Regions from separate parts of the Mus musculus genome. Here region 1 is linked to region 2. A link is a contact called in public Hi-C data. All regions are on one chromosome and are shown on one strand. Each heading gives the region's core, a stretch centred on a gene start, on an enhancer-like site or on the middle of the called end of the contact. The rest is flanking DNA. Distances are from core to core; before and after follow the strand shown.

Evidence for each region. Hi-C and Micro-C count contacts between places; a contact is called where the count stands out from the background.
Region 1: a Hi-C map of liver shows a contact between it and region 2, with 2.6 times the contacts expected there. The contact joins two enhancer-like sites. A contact is called at or near these places in 2 of 484 Hi-C or Micro-C datasets (liver and nephron progenitors) and 1 of 115 datasets of contacts at active chromatin or transcription factors (fibro-adipogenic progenitors).

What each region holds. Positions count from the first base shown.
Region 1 is chr10:24,533,102-24,540,169 of GRCm38.p6, reverse strand. All of the region lies in intron 3 of Gm15270 (predicted gene 15270), which reads left to right. Among named protein-coding and RNA genes, the nearest start is that of Gm36089, 17 kb to the left of the region's middle. Within about 2 kb of position 4,544, at least 20 of the 459 cell types and tissues checked have an H3K27ac peak or open chromatin away from gene starts, as enhancers often do. A contact at or near this core is called in liver, where this site is marked.
Region 2 is chr10:24,374,676-24,382,271 of GRCm38.p6, reverse strand. All of the region lies in intron 4 of Gm15270 (predicted gene 15270), which reads left to right. Among named protein-coding and RNA genes, the nearest start is that of Gm40615, 82 kb to the left of the region's middle. Within about 2 kb of position 2,746, at least 15 of the 459 cell types and tissues checked have an H3K27ac peak or open chromatin away from gene starts, as enhancers often do. A contact at or near this core is called in liver, where this site is marked.

The DNA.
Region 1 (7,068 bases), core at 3,295-5,794, 160 kb before region 2:
GATGTAAGTGGGTTCCAGGAATTCAAACTCCACTCTTCACACATGTACCACAAAACAGGTTAGCTACTTAGCTAGCTTTCCAGCCTGACGCTGCTCTTTTTTAGTTATTTGGTAATTTGCTAGTTAAAAAAAAAAATGAACACACTCTCATCATGAATTGCGAGGTAGCCATCATCTTGGTTCAGTGTGACTCCAGCCCCTAAACATGTTTAATGGGTCAGTGTGAATGCCTGATCAGAGTTATGTCATTGTCAGGAGTTTGGGGGTTTAAATTAGAGGTAATTGTAGGTATGGAGTATCTACCGTTCAGATGTAATTTGACACTCATGCTCTCCACACATGCTCTCCACTGTAGTAAAGGTAGTCTGCATATATTCTGGATGTGACAAGTGGTTGGCAGACAGTCTTCTGCTATGCAGGGTGTCTCTTCACTCTCTCATCTGTCCCTTTGCTGTGCAGTAGCTTCCTGATTTGGATTTGTTATCATAGGCATTTGTCACTTTTTGTGTCGGTTTCCTGTGGGTTGTTTTGGGTGTGACACAGAAAATCAGTTCCAAGAGGGACGTCTTGAAGTGCTTTTCCTGTTCTCTTCTAGTGGTTCTGGATCTTAAATCCAGTCTTTCACCTGCCTTGGCTTTGTATACATGCTGAGAAAGAAGAGTGACTTTATAAACTTTATCAAACAAGTATCAACAATTTAACAACTTTATCAAACCACCCACAGCAATAGCAGTTGCTGAGCCCTGACATCTGAGAGTGTGATAACTGGACATCATTGGGTATCTAATTTTTTTCTAGTCTTTTGCATGTGGAAGTCCAATTTCCCCAGCATTCATGCAGAGGCATCTTTCTACAATGTATGATTTTGATAGTTTTTCTGAGCGTCACTTGTCATTTGTCCTAGTTTGCTTTCTATTTCTGTGATAATCATAATGGTCAAAAGCAACAAGGGGGAAAAAGAATTTTATTTGGCTTATCCATCCAAATCACAGGCTCTCATTGAGGGAAGCCATGGCAGAAACTCCAGCAGGGCAGGAACTGTAGCAGAGACCATGGAAGGATGCTGCTTACTGACTTGCTCTTCATGGCTTGCTCACTTTGCTTTCTTACACAGCCTAAGGACATGCTGTCCAAGGATGGAACCACTCGCAGTGAACTGGACCTACTCACATCACTAATCAAGAAAATGTTTCCAACCTGTTTACAAATAATCTAATAGATGTATTTTCTCCACTGAAGGTCCCTTTGCTCAGATGACTCTAGCATGCACCAATCTGACAAAATATTAACCAGCACTGTCACCAAAGTACAGATTTGTTCCTGGTATCTCAAGTCTGTTCCACCAGTCAGTGTGTCTGCTGTTAGCCTAATAGCATTCTACTTGGGTTTCTGTGGCTCTACAATACATCTCGAAATCAGGGTCACGACGCCTTTGACTTTGTTCTTCTTACTCAAAGAACAAAGAAGAACAGCTTTGGCTGTTCAGAGCCTTATATGACTCCTTATCTGAACATTACAGGGATGCTGTTTGGATGAGAATAATATTGCTTTCATTATTCCCCTTTCAGCAAATGCACTATGCATACATAGACAATTACTGAAATTTCCGTGTTGATTTTGTTATTGTTCTATTATTTAACTTTTCTATTTAAAATTTAAAGCTACTGTAAAATCATCATTCGCAAAGACAGTAGAATTTTACATTAAGGAAGTAAATATTTGCCTGTCTTCTTACAATCTGAGGATGGCTGTTCTTAATATATTTGCTCCTTGTGGTAATTGTTACTATAGTATGGTTGAACAGCTTTTACTTATTCATTTAACATGTGTCTTTTCACATCTGTGAAAATCCAGTTGTCAGTTTTTACTCATCTACTTTTGTCTTTATGTCAAATGATTTTCTTATTGATTTGGCACAGAGGATACATTCATATTTTGAATTCTAATATTTTATATGCAAAGCAAGTGGCTGAGAATGATCCCTTCCTCCAGTCTCTTTTGTCACCGTATAGTTTTTTTTCCACTATAGAAACTTTATGGCTGATATAACTAGAATGACTAGTCTTCCTTTATTGCTTTTTAACATATGCCTCATGATAGGAGGTTTCTTCACCCCAAGGTTATATGTAGATTTTCCTTCTGTGATTTTATTCTCTTTAAGTTTCATAAAATTTCTGACTTGTAAGTTTTTTGTATGAAAATGTTAAGGCTACTCTAATAATTTATTTTGTTTCTATCTATCTATCTATCTATCTATCTATCTATCTATCTATCTATCTATCTATCATCTATCTATCTATCTATCTATCTATCTATCTATCTATCTATCTATCTCATAATCAGAATTCCCCCATTTTTATACTAAATAAACAAAGTCTTCCCTACATGTTGCTCCCATTTGTAATCCATCCTGTGACTTTTATATGGCCATATATGGCTCTACTTACACTCTATTTTCCAAACTACTTCTGTCTGTGGTGATGCACTATTTTCATTTCTAAGGATGTAAAGTCCATTTTCTTTTAAAATTATTGTCTAGATTTAAAATGTATTTTAACACCTTTAAATTTTAAATGTATTTTTTTATCTTTTATAGATTTTAGAATAAGCTTAACAGATATCACCTATCCTGTTGGCAACACACTGAATTCATTGATTAACAGGACGCAGTCCATGATGCTTTATCCCAAAATTTGATATCTCCATTTTTTTTTCAGTTCTTTTTGTGTGAATCATTAGTATTTTATTCTTTCATAAAGCCTTTGTTCTGTTCATAATAAGCTTCTTTATAGTTACTTTCTGTGGGAAAGAATTGAAACACACACACACACACACACACACACACACACACACACACGATATTATGAAGACCTGAGATCTTAGAGCAGCCAACTGAGAATCCTGGCTCCATCATTTAACTAGCAGAGTAACTTCAGAATGAAGTCGCTCTCTGACGATGAAACCTTTGCATTTGAAATAGAAAATGAACACATACAAAAATAAAGTTGATCAGATGACCAGTAAATGAGGTAAGATGTGTGGTGGCTTTATAGAGTTGGTCTCAGATATCCTAGGTCATTCCCAGTACCCCAGAGAACGTGAACAACAGCAGAGTAAAAACAGCAAGAAACTACTGCACTTGCCCTGTTCTCTTGCTCTTAACTGAAAACACAGCCACGATTATGTACTATATAGGTTCCCACTGCATTCAACTTTATTAGCACCAAGTGCACAGTATCTACTGCATAGTGTATATAGTTCATAATGTCTTCAGTTTCCTTAAGATGAGATACGGTGGCCTCTGGGAGGTTTGATTCACAGGATAACTCAGTCATGAGTATATCAAGTCTGTGCTCCATCAGGCCTGATATTTCCTTAACTTAAAAATAAAGAAAAAATACAAGGGTTTTATAAAATTGATTAGTTCTGGTGTCTGGGGAGGAATCTCTTTACATTAAGCCTTCTGCTTTAAAAAGCAAATGACTTCATCTAAATTTAAGTCATTCAAAATTATAAAGGACACTTTCCTTAGAAACAAGGTGCACTAGCGATACGCACAGGACACGTTACTGGTAAGGCAAGAGGCTTTACACAGAAGCCAACGAACCTGTTATCAAGGGACTTCTTTGGTTTTTGGATTTCCATAACAGAAAACCTGAAGCATCAGTTACTTGAGAAAAATTATTTCTTCTTCTTAGCTACCAACAGAGATAATGTTCAAGCTGGGTTTGGATAGCCCAAGATGATTTTTCCAGGGCAGGTCTCAGCTGGTCCTTTGTGATCTGACTGCAGAGTACATGTGTGCATATGGTATTGGGTATGTTTAACATCCTATGTCATTGTGAGCTTTTGTCTCTTTGGAGAACATGTTCATATTTCTTAGTTCAAATGTAAAGACTCTTTTAGTCTACCCCCAGGCGAACATTTATACCAGGGACCATTCTTTCTGTATATTGTCCTCCCATACATTCTGGGTAGGTCTCAGAACATAGTGTGCATATTTTAGCACAGTTAGTGAAAATAATATTGGAGTTGTTTAGGGACCTACCATTGTATAAACTTTATAAATTCAAAGTCCAGTTTTCCAAGTAGGAGTTATATTTTTGACTGTAGGGACATATTTACTTGTGTCTGCAATTTCATCATGATACATTTAATGGTGCTCATGAGATGACAGTTGAGGGATAATGAAGAAAAATAATACAATGAGTTTGCTAAATGAACTTCAGCTAAAGAAAAAATGGAGTGGAAGTATAAAAAATTATCTTTATAGTAAGACCCATTAGCTAGCACTCTTAGGGGGAAAGAGCCCATGTACTGTGTCTCTAGGGATGGCCTTTACAACTCCACAGGCAGAGAAAACTCAGTGTCTTTAAGTGTGGTAAGCTCAGGTTCTTTTACTCTCAGTGGTGGAGACAGTCTTTTGTTCCCCTGCTGTTCAGTCACATGATCTGAAGCCACCGACATGAGTATCTGTGTTCCCGTTGACTGTCGAGGTCAGCAATAGGTGCTCAGACATTGGAAGACGGGTGTATGTTTAAAGATTAACACATACTTAGGAAACTGTGAACACTAAGGCTACTCACAGAAAATGGCCGAATTTCTACAGGAGAAGTACGTGACTTTCTTTTTGACATACTCAAAATAAGGCCAAATGTGCTGCTTTAGGAAAATTAAAACAATTACTGATGACACACCACTGTCAAGGGGTGTGTGTGTGTATGTGGCTGTGCGTCCCGGTATACCCACGCACACTGCCACACATCAGTAACACGGATACCCACCAGGAAGACCTTTCTCCCTTTTAAGGGAGATATCCTTTTAAGGTTATTTCTATATTCATTTTCTTTGAGCCCAAGTTTGCAGTCCAACTGAGGAGTTTCTTTTTTCCATGTGGAGAGGACTGCGGGAGAGTGACGCAGGCAAAAAGTCGGCCGGCGGGCTGGCTGGCGGGCTGGCTGGCTGGCGGGCTGGCTGGCTGGCTGGCTGCCTCCTTGCTGCCTGCCTTCTGGGCCCGGCCTGCTGTTTATACCTGCAGAAGTGCTTTCTGTGTTTGAGTTGGCACTGCCCACTTACATGCTAGAGCCCTAGGCTGTTCATGATGTGTGTCCCAGGACTTTGAAACCCGTGAGCTGGCGGCTGGGACGAGAGAATGTCTCTCTCAGTTTTTGGGTGCACTCCATGTCTTTTCCAAGAGGTTAGATCACTGTCCATAGTCCAGGCTTGCAAGACAGAATTGAACAGTTACTGTTGGAGACATTCTGAACTTTTAAAGGCAAAAGGCATAGGGGAACTTGGAGAGAAAGCCGAGGGTCAACCGAACAGCTTGAAATTGAACATTCTATAACTGAATGTTCAATTCAAAACCTTTCATTGAATAGAAAGATTTCTCTTTGAAGAAGAGGGGAGAAATTACTTCTTGTTATGTAGAGAGGATTTCAGTGTTTAAAACCTCCCAGTTTGGGCCCAGGTTACATCAGAAAAACAGATTTGATCAAGTGACTGCAGGAAGGTTTTTGCCAGAATAGGATTTTATACAACTTTACCTGGCTATCACCTTAGTCGTTTTGTTCTCCAGCTAGATTTTTAGAAGCCTTGTCTTAAGTGTTAGAATCAGGAAACTGTTGACACCGGCACACCCAGCACGCCTTTGTTCTTTCACAACCCGTCCCTGCCCATGTCTGTCACACTGAGACACACCAATGTCTGACAACACCATCGCCTGTCTTTCCACCTGAGACTTCTCTCCCCTCATCTCTTCCTGTGAGAAATCTTGGCTCATGGGAGAATTTTTTTTCTTGATTTATATCATTTTAAATGCTGCTTAAATGTATTCACTTTGTCTCTGTCTTTCTGTTTAAAAATGAACATGATACAGATACGTAAAAGATATCATACCTGAGAAACTGACACATATTTAAGGTATTTTATAACGAAGCATGATACCATCTCCATTAAAGAGTAATAAGTATATTGGGATACTGAGTTGAAAGCCAGAGACGACTGATTTCCAAGTTCATAGCAACCTTGTTTAGAGGAAAACACAGTAAAGCCCTTGTCATATCCTCCCCTTTGCACCACCAGTGAAGTACAAAGACTGTGTTCTTATAAATATGTTAAGAATTTCGTCTGTAATGTTTGTCTATGAAGGACATAAAAATACCTTTGAGTGGGGTAAGTGCCAACTTTCAAACCAAGGGGAAGGAATCTGTGCCTGGGGTCTCAGTGAGGAAAGACTGTGGAAGAACAAACAGGCTCTCCTTCACGCTCAGGCCAGCAGCTTATTCCTGGATCAGTCTCAGTGGTCTCCCATACAACGATGTCCTCTGGGGATCCGGTCCCCTAACTCCCTACCCCCTAACTCCTGCACCCCCTCCCACCAGCCTAACTCATGCATCTGTCTGAGAAAGCCTAAAGATACATACATTGAATCTTTCAGAGACAGCTGGATGTTTTATCAGCTCTAATGGACTGTAGTCATCCCGGCATCTGGGGCAGCTTTGTATGTCCTTCAAGAGGTTTATTGATGCAATGTGTATCCCCTGGTTCTCCTCAGGAAAAAAAATGTTTATAACTGTGGGCGTATTCAGATGGCAGGGAAAGGCTTGCGTTCATGGAAGTGACATTGAGAGAGAGGCATGGTTGTCAAGGTATGCAGTAAAGGCATGCTCTCTGCCATCCGGTGCCTCATGAAGAAACAGTATCTAAAGCAACAGATTAGCACCTTTGAGGCCAGAGTTCCCCAGCATTTTGAGACTTGTAGGATGGGGAGAGGAAACATGAAATAATACTGAAATAAAGGTGTTTTATCGTTGTTTCTGTTCTCACAGCTTAAAGAGGAGATTGGTGGGTAGAACATGGGGAGGACTTAAGGCTTTATATGCGGGGCCGCAATAGAAGTTTAATTGAGGTCTTCTTGTGCACTGTAAACAAAATGCTTCCTTTTAAAGGTTCATTCCTGAGACATACATGGCTAAAGGTCCTCAATGCTTCCAAAGGACTGAGCAGGGCTGAAGAGGCAGTTTCAATGGATTGAGTTTCTTGGAATTTGTAATGTCCTGGGGATGC
Region 2 (7,596 bases), core at 1,497-3,996:
CATCCCTCAAGGCTCAGCTTCTGGCCTGGAGGTCAATAAAAGCGATTATAAAAACAGTGCTGTAATTCTGAAAGCCCGGCCCTTCCTTAACTTAAATCCTGTTGCAGGGTTCTTTGCTTCTGGAGAAAAGTCTTGGCAGAAGACAGGGGCCCGGGTGGCCACCTAGTGGTCAGGGTGGAGTACTATAGCTATGACGGTGAAATAAAACTGTGTGCTTTATTTCCCTAAGTGTATTAAACATGCCATTGTCTATCAAAACTTGACAAATAGATAATCATATGTACATATATATGCATATATATTGAAATAGATTCATCAGTTTGAATGCAATTCCAAAATTCCATGAAGCTTTCTCTTCTACAGGATGGCCAGAATTGCTTAACATGCAATTTCATAGCTGTTCAGGTGTCTCTTTCATGGTTTTTGTTTGTTTGGTTAGTTTTTGTTTGTTTTGAGAAAGGGTTTCTCTATGTAGTCCTGGCTGTTCTGAAACTTGGTTTGTAGACCAGGATGACCTCAAGTTCTCAGAGATCCACCTGCATTTGCCTCCTGTGTGCTGGGATTAATGGTGTGTGCCAGCAACCCCGCCCCCAGCTTTGTTCATGGTTTATAAGGAAAGATACATTGAATATTGGCCTTGTTATGTGAGTAAGCACTTCATTTGAACAACTACAAGTAAAAGAACATTGAGCATTAAAGGCTCATGATAGAGGGGGCCTAGCAAAGGAGACCATACCTGTTTGAATTAAAATACCACTCACCAATTGGGTTAACTAATTAATTAGTAAATTATCAACTGGATTAATTAATTACTAGTTAAATTATCAACTGGATTAATTCACTTACTAAGTGAATTAATTAATAATTATCTGTGAGATTAATTTTAATTGATATTTTTATGATATTGTTGTGGGGTATTCGCCAGGGAAAAGTGCTTGGACATAGGTTTAAGCCAATAGACAGTCTTTATTAGTCAGTAGGCAACCACACTGGATGCTCAGGATCCCAGTGTAGCCATGAGCCTTTTTCAGGGTGAGCTTTTAAGCATAGAAAACATGTTCTGGCAGACATACTTCAGTTAACAAGAACAGTTAGCTAGAGCAGAACTGCAGAAACCAGAAATCAAGATTAGTACCTTTTGAGCCTTTCCCAGAACTATGGACTTGGATGAATTGGGCCTTTGTTTTAGTTTTGGCAGGTGGTACTGCTTACGTGCAGAGTTTTACAGCCTGAATGGTACTTTGTCACAGTGTCAGTACGGTCTCAGGGCCTACTGAGATCTGGCTTTATTAATATATCTGGTATTTTCTTTGTAAAATGGGCTAGTTTTGATAAGGACTTCTTTCTTCCTTTCTCCACCCCCTCTTTTCTTGTTTGTTATGTTTGCTATAAGACTACAAATCACATTCTTGTCAGTGTTGTCAGCATCACCTCTCCATTTGGAAGATGTCCGAATCTGCAAGTTTTATGGGTTGCTTGCATTTCTTTTCATCTTCAAAGCTGCCTAGATGATCCCCTCCCCACTTGTGTCTTAGGAAGATGAGTCTGCACATTGACTGTAAAAGTACAAAGCCCCTCCCCTGCTTTCTGCATTCATCTCCTGAACTTTCACATTCTCCAAACTATTTGTGTGTGAGCATCTGCGATCCTGTGATATGTCTATGCTCTGATAGGGCAGCCTAGGCATAAAACACAGCCTGCTGTCAACTCCCACTAAACAGTTCTCATTCTGATGTAGGGCAGAAGAAAAATTTCAGTGACTAAACAAAACATTAAAATTTACCAAAAAAGGACAGCTTCAACCCTAAAATTTGTGAATGAAGTAGATGTCACTGCAGATTGGAAGGGATGGAAGAAAGAATGAGAAATGTAGGTTAGAGCCACTCAGACTAGCTGAACACCAGCAGCTGGGTTCTTCTGCCAGAAGAACAGGCAGAAGAAACCACACAGACCTTTCCTGCACATGATCTCTAAACTCACCCCAAAGGCCTCTGGCATCCCATTTTTGGTTGAGAAAAGGACATTTTTGTTCAGTTCAGATGCTCAGTTTCACAGGAAACTCAGAACTCGGGGGAGCAAATCTGCCATTCGGACCTCAGGATTTTACAACTTCATGATCAAGCTTTCAAAGATTCATTAAGCAGAAGAAAAATTGTTTCTAATATAAACCATGTGTATGTGTGTATGTGTGTGTCTCTCTGTGTATGTCTATGTGTATGTTTGTATGTCTATGTATGTCTATATATATGTATGTGTGTGTATGTATGTCTATATACGTGTCTGTGTGTCTATATTTGTGTGTGTTTATGTGTATGTCTGTGTATGTATCTCTATGTATATGTGTGTTTACATGTTTATGCTTAATGTATAAGCAACTCACAGTAGAAGTCTACTCAGACTAGAGAGACAGGCAAAAAATTGTTTGTTGTCTATGAGGCTGTTTATGGCACAATAACAATTTTATTTGTAGCCTATAAATTGCTTGGCTTGAAGGCCTAAAATCTGTGGCAAAGGGCCATTTTATACCCAGACAAAAGATTCAGAATATTAAAAATGAAAGCAATACTGAGCCTTCACTTTCATTGGCAGTAAAAGTAGGTAATCTCACATAAATTATTCCAGATTAAGTGTGATTTAATTTTTTCTTTAGTTGTAATGTTCGGGGTATCTCTCCCCCACACCAGCTTGACCCTCCTCAGATTGTTGGCCAAATTTCTCTTGGCCCTGATTGCCAGGGCAAATAAACAGGAGATTACTCAGCAGAATGAATGGCTAAGATTGGAGGCTTGCCAGAAGCTCAGAACAAGACTTTACAAAAGTAACATCGCGTGCAGTGATAACCAACACTAGTTGATATTAACTCCTTACGTTGGCGAGGGTGTCACATGGAGACCACATGGGGCTTTGTGTGCCATAGCATCAAGTATTTACCCTATAAGCTAAAGCTGGCATGAAATACTGAGTGTGAAAAACCAGAGGTGCCCTGAGCCACTAGGACAACGGCCAGACAACATCCAATGATGACCATTGACTTCGAGGGCCAGAGGGCATCTGATCGTGGCCGTTGACTTCCACAGTTTCTCCCTTTGGCTGGAAAATTCTTAAGCTGTGCGGGGTTCTTAAGAGAAAAGTGGCTGGGTGTATCCAGAAAATTCTCAACAGCCATTGCCGAAGGACGGGCAGAGCTCATTCCAGATAGGAAGAAAATGAGGGAAATATGGGCATTTCATTACCGACCCCTCCCCCAAACCCTAATATTGAAGGTGTGATTTTTCCTTTACCTTTTTTCTGGTAGAATAGCTTGAATATAAATGGCTCATCAAGTACATTGCCCCTGTTTTTTGTTTTGTTTTGTTTTGTTTTGTCTTGTCTTGTTTTGTTTTGTTTTTTACAATATCCTATGCCTCTTCCTCTGATCTGGAATTTCCTTAAGGCTCACTTGGAACCAAAAGAGAGCTGAAGGTGTGACACTGAGATAAATATACTGAGGGGCCAGGGGTTTCTGCTGCCTCTCATGAAGTACCATTTGGAAAGTGTGGGCTACTATGAAGGGAAGACTGTTCCAGAACATCTCTGTCTCAGTGTATGGGTTTTGACCCCTGGGTACTATGAGAATAAAGAAAGAGGCAGATGGATCCAGAACCATGCAGACTTTGATTGATGGGTATGATAGTTTGAATGAGAATAGTCTCCCAGTCTCATAGGTTGACTACTTGGTCCTCAGTTGATGGAACCATTTGGGGAGGATTAGAATGTATGGTTTTGTTGTAGCATGCATATCATTTTGGGGAAAGACTATGGTGTTTCAAAAGCTCAAGCCACTTCTCAGTTATCACTCTCTGCCTCATTACAGTGCCTGTGGATCATATATAAGCTCTTAGTTTCTGTATAACACCATGCCCGCCTGCCTGTCTGCCTGCCTGCTTGCCTGCTGCAGTGATGGTCATGAGTCTCAAACTAAATGCTTTCTTTCATAAGCTGCCTTGGTCATGGTGTTCTTTTTCATAGCAATAGAAAAGTAACTAAGACAGAACTTGGTACCAGGAAGTGGGAAACTTGTGACAAACTTGAACATGCTGTTTTGTTTTGTTTTGTTTTGTTTTGTTTTGTTTTGTTTTGTTTTTTAGAAAGTAAAAGACTTTAGGACTTTAGACTGAGAAAGTTTAAACACTCTACATAGGCCTTAACAAAACAGGAGTCTGATATAGCTGTCTCCTGCAAGACTCTGCCAGTGCCTAGCAAATACAAAAGTGGATGCTCATAGTCATTCATTGGACAGAGCTTAAGGTCCCCAATGAAGGAGCTAGAGAAAGGACCCAAGGAGCTGAAGGGGTTTGCAGCCCCATAGGAGGAACATCAATATGAACTTACCAGTGTACCCAGAGCTCCTTGGGACTAAACCACCAATCAAAGAAAACATATGGTAGGACTTGTGGTTCTAGCTGCGCATATATAGCAGAGAATGGCCTACTCGGTTATCAATGGGAAGAGAGGCCCTAGGTCCTGTGAGGGTTCTAGGCTCCACTATAGGGGAATGCCAGGGCCAGGAATGGGAGTGGGTGGGCTGGGAAGGAGGGGTGGGAGAGGGATAGGGGATTTTCGGAGGGTAAACTAGGAAAGGGGATAACATTTAAAATGTAAATAAAGAAAATATCTAATAATAAAAAAAGAAACCATCCAAGTAGGTCCTTGGAAAACAGTAGTGCTGAGATCAATGTGTTCTATGGAGGTCGCAGCTCAAGAGATTTCAGACTGGACCAATATTAGCAACTTGGCTAGAGACTACATTTGTGATAATTTGGCAAAGAATGTGACTGGATCTTGCTCTAAGAATCTTTCTGAAGAAAAACTGAAAGGTTTTGGACTAATTTCATTGGCTAATCCTGACAGTGTTGTGTTATTATTCATAGTCACTCTCATTCAGGTCTGCAGTGAAAAGGAGCAAGTAGGACAAAAAGAAACACAAAATGTACAGTTTGAGGAGAAAAAGAGCACCAGGAAATTTAACACTGGGGCTAAAGCTTGTGCTGAAAGAGATAGGAAAGGTCTAGTGTGAAATGGAACCCAGGAAGTAGTGTCCCCCATGCAAGGCCACACCCAGCCAGGGTTCCAACTTATAAAAGGCAAAAGTCCTAAGGCCTTCTCTGTTCACAAAAGTAAAAATTTATGCAAATATAGTTCAAAGAGGGCGTCCTTGCTCCATCTCAAGTGAGTGGCCTAACTTAGCAGAATCAACACATGGGTTTGGCTCTAGAGTTCTGAGGAATACAAGAGTAAAGGGGTTATGGGATCTTTGTCTGGGGTTGAGAGTCACTAAGGTCAGCAGTGTTTCCAGGGAGTCCCTGCATCCCAGTGCACCAAGCTGGGAACATGAAGCTTGGATTGTGTCGGAGACCTGAAGATGTTGGAGGAGCCCTGGGATGTATGGCAGGGAGGTCTGCAGACAGGGATGGAAGGATGGAGCCCTTGACCTGAGACAGAGTTGGAGTCAGAGGATTTAGAATTTACGCTGTAGAGTTTTTCAGTTTTGGCTGCCTTCCTTGCTTTTGGGATGGTCACATGTATTCAGTGCTATTTGGAAGCATGTAATTTGCCCTTCTATTTTATAGGACATTACAATTATGACATTGCCTTGAATCTCAGAAAAGATTTTGAAATTTTATACTGGGTTCAGACTGTGAATATCTATGAGGACCACTGAAGTTGAATAATAGAAAATATATTTTCTATTATGTTATGGTCAAAAGCCTGTGGGGGGGCAGGGAATGGAATGTGGTGGTTTAAATCAGGATGGCCCCTCTTTGGCTCATAGCTTTAAATACTTGGTCCCCAGTTAGTGGAACTATTTGAGAAGGACTAGAAGACCTTGTTGAGAGAGTTGTATCACTTGGTGTGGGTTTTGAGGTTTCAAAAGTTCTGTCCATTTTCCAAGTAGCTCTGTCTACCTCATTACTGTGCTTGTGGATCAGATGTGAGCTCTCAGCTACTGTAAGCACGATGCCTGCCTGCTGCTGTGTTCCCTGGCATGATGGTCACAGACTCCAATCTTATGGAAGTGTGAGCCCAACATTAAATATTTTCTTTTATAAGTTTCCTTGGTCATGGTGTTTTGTCACAGCCATGGAGAAGTAACTAAGGCAGTGTGTGTGTGGGGGGGGGGGGGGGGACGGGACAACGACGACGACTTAATGACAGAAGCAGGGTCCCAGACATAGAAAGACCTCTAGAGCTCCATGATTTGACTCAGAAGGAATATATAGTGGTCAGGACGAAAGTGGCTTCATCTGATTCAAGTTGGTTCTATTTTATCTCATGTTAATATCAAGGCTCTCAGAAACCTTCATCAGGGTCTGGTTGTGAAGTTCTGCATCTCATTCTAACTGTTTTATTAGTTTACACAATGTAAGGTGTCTGTGCATGGAAATCTAATCCAGGATAGCTAGAGGCAGTCACAGCAATTACAACTCATGAGAGTTTCCTGTCAAGTGGAATCTACAGTGTGGAATACCATCAATTGTGTACAAGTCAAATGAAGCAGAGCTCTCCCAGCCAATCCCTGCCCTAGTTCCTAACTCATATCTGACTTTAAGATGCAGTACAATGGGTGCTTTAGGCCACTATGCTAAAGAATCATCTGTCATGGAGCAATGGCTCAATAGAGCCCTAACTTTCCATCTCCTCACTTTGAAATTTTTGATGTACTACCATTTTTATGTTTTTTCTTTCCTGATGCCACAACCTGGGTTAGCTATTCCCTGTATAAAGTGGCCTAGAGGCTTCGAGGCTCATTTATTATATTAGGATTTTATATGTGCTTATTCTTGTCTGTGACAGTCTTAATGATGGCAAAGACTATATCTGAATTGTTTCTCACTATGCTTTCTGAACTAGTAGCATCTTGTAGATTGTGTGTAATCAATAAACCACTGAATTTCTATACCTGTTTCTATGTGACCAAACTTTAATCTCTGATTGCACTACCCAGAAACCCCTTGCCTGTTAAATGGTCATCTTATAATAAAGTCAGCTAGATACGATGCATTTCAGTAAAGTGTAAGGGCAGCAGGTGTTGCCTAATCCATTTAGCCACCTAAGGTACAATGTATTTGGAGGATTAAGAAATAATTATGTGTCAAGAAGTATAGCCTAGTGATAGTATCCTAAGCATAGACGGTAGGGAGAAGAAAAAGGAAAGAAGGAAGAGGAGAGAAGAAGGAGAGGAGAGGGGAGAAAAGAGGAGAAGGAAAAGAAAATAAAAGAAAAAGGAGTAGAAAACCACTATGGAAATAAGAACTTACCTTTAAATATTCAATTGGCTCCATTTTTGTTTTTGTTTTAACTTTCATTAATCAAAGTTGAGTGATCTCAGATTAGTGCTGACCTTACAACTTCTATGGTTAAGAAGAATATTAAGACTATGAAGATCCACATATAGAAAGTCTGCTTTATAAATGGAGAAAAATGCTTTCCCGCGGACTATAAATAAGACATCTGTGAATTGGCAAATGTTCCCACAAACAAGTTCATTTCATAACAGTAAAACTGTCAAGAACACGTTTATACTGAAAATATACAACTAGGAAAGTTTTACAGGAG